Linked DNA regions of Callithrix jacchus: region 2 is linked to region 1. The links are chromatin contacts, called in public Hi-C maps. All regions are on one chromosome and are shown on one strand. The core of a region is the stretch at or near the end of the contact, and the rest is flanking DNA. Distances in the headings are between cores, read along the strand shown. Region 1 holds the start of TSHR (thyroid stimulating hormone receptor). Region 2 has its middle 78 kb from the start of GTF2A1.

What was found. A called contact is a pair of places that touch in the nucleus more often than the background predicts.
Region 2: a contact with region 1 is called in a Hi-C map of skeletal muscle, with 11 times the contacts expected there. The contact joins the enhancer-like site here to the promoter of TSHR in region 1. A contact is called at or near these places in 3 of 3 Hi-C or Micro-C datasets (induced pluripotent stem cells and skeletal muscle).

The regions. Positions count from the first base shown.
Region 1 is chr8:115,920,812-115,925,421 of calJac240_pri, forward strand. TSHR (thyroid stimulating hormone receptor) reads left to right here and starts at 2,554. Exons shown (of 9, transcript XM_035261205.3): 1 at 2,554-2,785. The coding sequence starts at 2,616. It overlaps LOC144577239, which reads left to right. Exons shown (of 4, transcript XM_078333183.1): 3 at 1,822-2,149; 4 at 2,459-2,597. The coding sequence ends at 2,597.
Region 2 is chr8:116,104,956-116,109,472 of calJac240_pri, forward strand. No RefSeq gene overlaps it. Among named protein-coding and RNA genes, the nearest start is that of GTF2A1, 78 kb to the right of the region's middle. Within about 2 kb of position 1,721, at least 4 of the 16 cell types and tissues checked have an H3K27ac peak or open chromatin away from gene starts, as enhancers often do.

The DNA of each region.
Region 1 (4,610 bases), core at 1,304-3,803:
TAACATGCTTCTAAAGAATCCACAAATCAAGGAAGAAATCTAAAGGAAAAATTAAAAATATTTTAAACTGAGTGAAAATGAAATTTCAAGATATCAAAACCTGTGGGATGTCTCTAAAGGAGTATATGGCAAGTCTACAGCACTATACACATACAATATTATAGAAGAAAAATGGTCTCACATCAGTGACTTCAGTCTTAAGAAACCTCTCCTTAAGGAATAAAGAAGAGCAAATTAAACCCCAGGTAGGCAGAAAAATAAAATAGTAAAGATCAGAGCATATATCATTGAAATAGAACATGAAAATATAACAGAGAATCTAAGAAACAAGCATTTCCTTCTTTGAGAATATTAATAAAATTAATCAACTTCTGGATAAAGTACTTAGGAGAAAAAGAAGACACAAATTACCATAATCAGGTATAACAGAGTTGACATTAGAATAGATTATATAAATATAAGGAGACAATACATTATATGACACAAACTGCCCAAGAAGAATTATGCTACTTGAATGGCACTATATCTATATTTAGAAATTGGATTTATAGTTAAAAATCTTCCAATAAGGAAAATGCAAGGTTTCAACAGCTTCACTGGTGACTCCTACCAAATAAGTAGCAAAGAAATAATACCAGTTCTATAGAAACTCCTATAGAAATGTAAAGAGGAAGGACTATTTCCCAATTTACCCTGTGATGAAGACTTAATTGCCCTGATACCAAAATTTGACAAAAAAGTTACAGAAAAGAAAATAACAGATTACTATCCCTTGTGAACATCTATGTAAAACTTTTAAACAGAATTTTAGCAAATCTAATTAAAAAGTCTATTAAAAAGATGATAAATACATCATGATCAAGTGAGATTTATCCCTGTAATGCAAGGTGGATTTAACATTCAAAACTCGATCATTGTGATTCACCACATTAACAAATCATGGAACCATCACCACAAGCAAGATTTAAAACAGTTTTATTACCCATAAAATTCTCTGGTGTTCATTTGCTAGTCGGCCTTTCCTCTGAACCCCAGGTCTTTGCAACCACTGATCTTTTTCCTGTTCCTATAGTTTTTGCCTTTTTGAGAATGTTATATAAATGAATCATTAATATGAATAATTACATATAAATACATAATATTTTGAGTTTGGCCTCTTTCACTTAACATTATGCATTCAAGATTTGTTCTGTAACAATGTCATGGTGATCAAAAACAACAACAAAAAGATTTGTGTATGTTGTATCAGCACTCCATTCATTTTTCAGTATTCATTCATTCATTGGTCAGTATTCCAATATGGAGGTATCAGTGTTTATCCATTATCTAGTTGAGAGACATTTAGTTCGTTTAGTGGTTATGAATAAAGCTTCTGTAAAATTTGGAATCCCCATATTTTAACTGTACAGTTTAATGAATTTTGATAAATGTATACATCCACTTAACCTCCAGCCTAATTAAGATATAGAAACCCTGTGTATCCCCTCTGTCTTTTTCCAGTCAATCTTTCTTAATCTTTTTTCTGATTTCCATCACCACAGCGTTTTCCTCCCTGTCCTCGCCAAGTTCATGTAAAAAGAATTGTGCAGTATAGAAAGAATTGCCATTTCTTTTATCCCAAGAGGAATAAGTAAGCAATTGAAGACTTTTAAGAAGGAAATAGGCACAATCTCATTTATGTTTGTAATGATATTTTTTGGCTACTGTGCAAAAAATGGTGAGTGTGCCACTTAAGTATTATTTTTCTTCCCATGTTCTAGAGAGAATACGGCTCAATAAAATTCCTGGGCCGACCAGAATTTCCACACTGAACCCATTCAGGGAACCTGGAACTGTTTCTGCCATTCCTGATTCATCCCAGCAGATGGCCCCAAAGTCCAGTTTCTGAATTGCCTCGTGGAGCCGCTGGCTGCAGGTTGAGGCTGCGGCTGCCAGTCGATTTCCAGCACGCGCGTGGCCGCTGGAGCTGGGTAGCAGCGAGGATCCGCCAGGGGTGCGGGCGACGGCTTCAGCCGCACCGCGGGCTGGCCAAGGCTGCGCGCCGGACTCCGACTCTCAGCAAAAGTGTCTCTGGCCAGGAGGAGCTGAAGTTCTGCAGGACATTGGTCCGCCCGGGGACGGTCCACTCCGCGGGGACTTTGGATAAGAAGTGCGTGCGAGTGGGTGCCCCGCAGACAGGGTGTTTAGAAGGCTACACGCGAGGGATGGTGGCTTCTTGGAATTAAAGACGAGGAAAGGAGGGGGCATCTAAACTAGACTTTGGAGAGAACTAATAGGAGAAGCGAGGGGGAGCGGGCTGAAAAACAGAGGGGACAGCCAGGACGGGTGTTGGGTGTCAGGGAACAGACGGAGCGGACTGCGTGGGTCCAGCCAAGGAGAGTGCAGCAAGCAGGCTTGTTTGGGTCGAGGTTGCCTAGGGAAGCGGAGCACTTAAGTGCCTCTTCTTCCCCTTCTCCAGCCTCCTCTACAGCGGTGAGGTCACACCCCTTGGAGCCCTCCCTCTTCCCACCCCTCCCGCTCCCGGGTCTCCTTTGGCCTGGGGTAACCCGAGGTGCAGAGGGCCGAGAATGAGGCGACTGCGGAGGATGGAGAAATAGCCCCGGGTCCCGTGGAAAATGAGGCCGGCGAACCTGCTGCAGCTGGTGCTGCTGCTTGCCCTGCCCAGGGGCCTGGGCGGAAAGGGGTGTTTGTCTCCACCCTGCGAGTGCCATCAGGAGGAGGACTTCAGAGTCACCTGCAAGGATATTCAACGCATCCCCAGCTTACCGCCCAGTACGCAGACTCTGTGAGTACCCGGGAGAGGTCAGGGTAGGACCCAGAGACAAAAGGCACCTGCAGAGGTGGACCGAAGTGCACAAAAGCTGCTCAAGAACAGCCCGAAGGTGTGTACGTGTGTGTGTGCGCGCGTGTGTGTGCGCGCGCGCACGCACACACACACACAGGAAAAGGTTACAAAACTTTGGTGTACAATGACAGCAAGAGTTGTTCTTTCCAAAAAGCTGCTATTCTGCACTTTACCTAACCCTGGTTAAATCTGTTTTATTTGAATTAATAAGGATAATGGCAACTCAGGAATGGACCCCTTTGAGCTTATCTTGGGTAATAAAAAATTGCAAAAATATGTATTTCCTCTTTTTGTTTTTCTAGATGGGAGTTCTGCTGATTCATCAAATTGTTGACAAAAGTTTAATCAGGTCCCCTTTTTAAAATGAACTGTCTGTACAGCATGTGTAAGTTACTTACTCAAATGTGAACTGCCAGTGAAATAGTGCATCCCGAACCTGCTTTGTGATAGGCATGGTAGAGGTATAAAGAAATGAAATTTCATAAAAGCATAGTACGTTTATCTGCATGTTAAATGTTACCAAATTAGAAACCTGATGGTAAATAAGATTGTACACACACAATCTGTTTCTTAACAGCAATTTAGATCAGTGACCATTGAAACTGTAGACAAAAGCAAGGGAATAAAGTCTCTCTTGATTGGTTAAAAATAGAACAGAAAGAAAGGCTAGTAAAACAACCTGGGCTAGTTAAATCCAGTTAAGGTAAGAAAGTGCAGCTTATTAAAGAAAATGTTGGCAGATGAAAAGAAATGGGAAAGTTGCACTTCTAGATTTTCTCAAGAATTTAGCTCATTAAGACTATTTAACAGTAGATGATGAATATGTCAGCTCAGAGATGTATTTCTTTGCTCTCAGATACCCTCCTTTCTTAGCACACCTGAATTAATTAGTTCAGTAACCTCCAAATAGTGTGGTAGTCATTCTCCTTGCTGCTACCACAGAATAAAACGTGTACAAGGTGTAATACCCTCTTGATTACACCTCCAGATGGGTTGTCTGTCACCTCTAGAATAAAATTTTTTTGTGCCGCCTACCAGATCTTTCAAGACCTAGTCAAGTCTTTCCAACCTCATTGCTCCTAATTTCTCTAACTTCACCCTCCAACTGAAAAGAACTTCTGGCACTTCCCCAAAGGTCCCTGCTATTACCGCTGCCCTTGTCGTCCTTCCCATATTCCAGCCCCTCTGCCTAAAGCACATTTGCCCCTTGTCTTCTTCTGGCTAATGCCTAGTCCCAGATCCAGATTCTGTATTAACCCTGCAGGAAGCTTCTCCTGACCTGTGACCCTCAGGCTGGGTGAGGTATACCCTCCTTCCCAAAAGCGTTCTCTGCTTATCCCTTCGGCATTGTTTGCTTTCCTGTAACTTGTTATTTATTTGCATGCCCACACAACCAGGACACAAGCTTCTCTAACACGGGGACACTGTCATTCAACCCTGAATTCCTGAAACCCTGGAACTACTTAGACACTCAAAAAAAAAAAAGCTTAAGTGAATGAATGAACACATGAATATGCCAGGTCTCTGGATGTCCACTGTTGAGGAGAAAGAAATACAAAGACATCCCTTCTTCAGAGACTTAACAGGGGCAGAAATTCAAGTCGTTGAAGAGAGATGTAGCTCGGACAGTGCAAAGAAACTCAGAGACATTCTGTTTAAAACGCCATCAAAAGTTGAGAAAGAAAGGGTAATGGAAAATGAGCAATGGAACAAGAGTCAGGAAACCAGCAATCTCCTCAATCCTTCTTCACTAACTGTGAAACTT
Region 2 (4,517 bases), core at 471-2,970, 180 kb after region 1:
TGTGGGATCTGATACTACCTCCAGGTAAACCCCAGCAGAACTGTAGAATTTATTGCTTGCTTAGTGGCGGGAAGAACGCCTCCACCCCAACTTGGTCACAGACATCTTCTGTGTTGATTGTTGTTGAGAGAATAGAAAAAGCACTTTTAGTTTGAGTGTGTTTTTTTCCACAGAGGTCCTTATTGTCTATAATTCATGACAGAATTTAATGTTGTTGTGTGTTAGATTTGTTTCACTTTCCTTTAAAACTCTCCATGCTAATTTTTCTCTTACAGTCAATATTTTGACTTATTCATGCTTACCAATTTCTTAGTTTTCCATTTCTTCTTTAGTCCCCTTTTGAATTTCCATAATCTTTTTTTCTAAAGTTCATTGTTTACTAGGTTTTCCTGCCTGTCTAGGACTTGTAAATAGCAAACACTTTCAGTTTTTATTTTAAAATATCTCTATTTCATCCTGACTGAAATAAGATTTTTAGCTGGGTATAGGTTCCTAGATCGAATAATTGCCCCTTAGCACTCTGAATACACTAACAAGGCCACTATCCTTGTTTTTAATGAGGAACCTGCTCTTAGTGGGTAAGGCGTCACCTCCAAAGTCAGACTGGGTCCAACCCGACTCCACCACTCACTTGCCATGTGACTTTGAACAAAGTCTACAGTCTTTCTGTGACTCCATTTTCCTATCTGTAAAATGGGGAGAAATCTAAAGCCTAGTGCACCGAGTTGAAGAGTCATACATGTGTAGTGTCTCAGACATAAAAAGCATTTGGCATTATCCCTATTTATTCACTCAGGATGAGATGCCTTCTTGTGTTTGACTTGTTGTTACATTGCTCCCAGAAACACCTTGATTCGATCATCTTGATTAGATGATCTTTCCCAGAAAAATATTGATTAGATCTGAATAGATGCAGCCAATACATGCTGTTCCCACCGAGACACCAAAATGTTCCATAAACCAACATACTGTGAGCAGATCTTCGCAGTGAAAACAGAGTCCGCTGAGCAGCAACACAGACACGAGGCTGAAGATGAAGGAAGCTGGGAACCCCGCGCAGGCCGAGTGCCAGGACTAGTTCCTGGCCAGAACATCTCCTAGGGAAGGGGTGAGTAAAGTGACAATGGGGCAGCCCACTCTCCTCACATATTTCTGGGATCCCAGCTATAAGAGATCCTATGAAAGTTGAGTTGAAAGCGCCCCATAGAAAGTTGAGTTGGCAGGAGGATCTGCCCACAGAGTAGGCAGAGACAGAGCTCCAGTTTGCAGGGAACCCAGAGGGTTTTGTGTGCATGACAGCTGCAGAGGAAGGTGACTATAGGCGCCCATCCCCCAGGGCACCCCATCTGACCTCAGCTTACCAGTGGGCCGAGAGAGAACAGGACTATCTTTCCTGCGGGACTGGGGCGCACATGTTCTGCAGGACCCCCTGCACGCAGCCCCTCCCAGGGCCCCTCTCTGGTTGTTCCTGCAGGAGTGTGTGCACAGTGCTGCCTCCGCTGCCCAGTGTGAGTTTTTTGCTAGCGACCCCGCCTGAATGCTTTCCAGGCAGCTTGGGAGTACTTTGGATCCCCCAGCACAGCTGGTGTCTGACCTCGAGGGGCCGAAAGACAGCCCAATGCCCCAAGGCTGCAGCACGCAGCTCAGGAGCGCTAAGCCAAGCCGAGATCTGTAGCTGGTGCACAAGCAGAGGAGGAGCCTCCACTCAGAGAACACCGCGAAGAGTGAGATGCAGCTCCGGGCCAGCACGGGATGAGGCATTCCTCTCTCCACAGGCGCTTTCAGGGGAGGGTGTGGTCTGTCTGCAAGCCTTTGCCTCTGCGGAAGAGTCCCACAGCTCCGAACATCTAACAAAGGAAACATAAGTGCAGCTCCAGTGATTGGAGGGGACTTCCCTAAGGCCCAGAAGAGGATCTGGCGAAAGGATCATCTCTCTCCTCTGAACTATGGAGCATGGCTGAGAATACAAAAGACAGAAGTCAGCGCTTAGAGCCTGCCGCCATCACTCAAGCGCCATCTACTGGTTTGCAGTCAAAATTACAATGCCAAAAATTTTCAGCACCTATAAAACCCAGAGCAAGAATCTAGCCACATGGCCCGACACAGTGGCTTAAGCCTGTAATCCCAGCACTTTGGGAGGCCGAGGCGGGTGGATCACGAGGTCAAGAGATCGAGACCATCCTGGTCAACATGGTGAAACCCCGTCTCTACTAAAAATACAAAAATACAAAAAATTAGCTGGGCATGGTGGTGCGTGCCTGTAATCCCAGCTACTCAGGAGGCTGAGGCAGGAGAATTGCCTGAACCCAGGAGGCGGAGGTTGCAGTGAGCCGAGATCGCACCATTGCACTCCAGCCTGGGTAACAAGAGCGAAACTCTGTCTCAAAAAAAAAAAAAAGAAAGAATCTAGCCACAAATAAACATCCCATACAGAGTCTTGGCCCTCTGAAAGTACCAGAAATGAAGCCAATTGACCATACTCAACATATACCACAGTTAAACCCTCAAGGGAAATTAATAATATAAAAACAAAAAGACAAAGGAACACCAGCCCTCTCAGAAGAGTCAGCATAAGAACCCCGGCAATTCAAAAAGTTAGAATGTCCCCTTACCTTCAAATAAGCATGCTAGCTCCCCAGAAATGTCTGAAATGACAGGCATAGAATTCAGTCTGGACAGCAAAAAAGCTCATCACAATTCAAGATACAGTAGAAACCCAATCCAAGGAATCTAGTAAAACAACTCAAGAGCTGAAAGACAAAATAGCCATTTTTAAAAAGAACCAAACTGAACTGGAGTTGAAAAATTTACTAAAAATTTTTTTCATAATGCAGTTGGAAGCATTAACAGAGGAAGAGATCAAGCTGTGGAATCTCAGAGCTCAAAAACTGATTCTTCAAATCAATTCAATTAGACAAAACTGAAGAAAAAATTTTTTAAAGTATACAAATCTTTAGAGAAGTATAGCATAATGTGGGACTCATTGGCATTCCTGGAGAGAAAAAGAGAGACAGTAAGCAGCTTGGAAAACACGTTCGAGGACATAGTCCATGGGAAGTTTCCTAATCTCTCTAAAGAGGTTGAGATGCAAATTCAAGAAATACAAAGACACTTTGTAAGATACAAGATCCTAAGGCATGCTATCATATTCACCAAGGCAACCATTAAAGAAACAATCTTAAAGGCAGCTAGAGAAGAGTCAGGTTACTTACAAAGGGAACCCCATCAGGCTAGCAGTGGACCTCTCAGCAGAAACATCACAAGCCAGAAAAAATTGGGGACCTATTTTTATCATCCATAAACAAAAGAAATTCTGACCATGAATTTCCTATCCTGTCAAACTAAGCTTCATGAGCAAAAGAGAAATAAAATATTTCCAGATAAGCAAATGCTAAAGGAATGCATTAGCCCTAGACCAGCTTTACAAGAAGTCTTTAAGGGAGTGATAAACATGGAAATGAAAGAACAACACTTGCTACCACAAAAACACACTTAAGTATATAACCCAAAGACGCTATAAAGCCACTACACAATCAAGTCTACAAAACACCCCCAGCTAACAACACAATGACAGAATCAAAATCTAACATATCAGTGCTAACATTAAATGTAAATGCTCTAAATGCTCCATTCAAAAGGCAGGGACTCGCAAGTTGGAAAAAAGACAAGACTCAAATGCCTGTTGTCTTCAGAGACTCACCTTACATGTAATGAAATTGAGAGGCTCAAAGTAAAGAGATGGAAAAAGATTTATCATGCAAATGGAAAACAAAAAAGGGCAGGAGTTGCTATTCTTATATCAGATAAAACAGACTTTAAAGCAACAATCAAGAAGAAGAAGAAAGAAGAGCATCACCAATGATGAAGGGTTCAATTCAACAAGAAGACTTAACTATGCTAAACATATATGCACCTAGCATTGGAGCACACAGATTCATAAAACGAGATCTTCTTGACCTACAGAAAGGCTTAGATAGCCACACAATGATAGTGGGAGTCTTCAACACCTCACTGACAGCATTTGACAGATTATTAACACAGAAAACTAACCAAGAAATTCTAGACTTAAACTCAACAGTTGAACAATTGGACCTAAAAGACACCCACAGAATGCTCCACTTTACAACTGTGGAATATAAATTGTTCTTATCTTCACATATAATATATTCTAAGATCAACCATGTGCCCAGCCATTAAGCAAATCTCAATAAATTCAAAAAAATTGAAATCATACCAAGCACACTCTCTAACTACAGTGCAAGAAAAATAGAAATCAACCAAGATCTTTCATAACCACACAGATTACACGGAAATTCAACAACTTGTTTCTGAATGACTCTTGGGTGAAAAATAAAATTAAGGCAGAAATCAAAAATATATATTTGAAACTAATTAAGACTTACCAAAATCTTTAGGCTATGACTAAAGCAGTGTTAAGATAAAAGTTTATAGTCCTAAATGTCTACATCAGTAAGTTAGAAAGATCTCAAATTAACAACCTAACATTGTATCCAAAG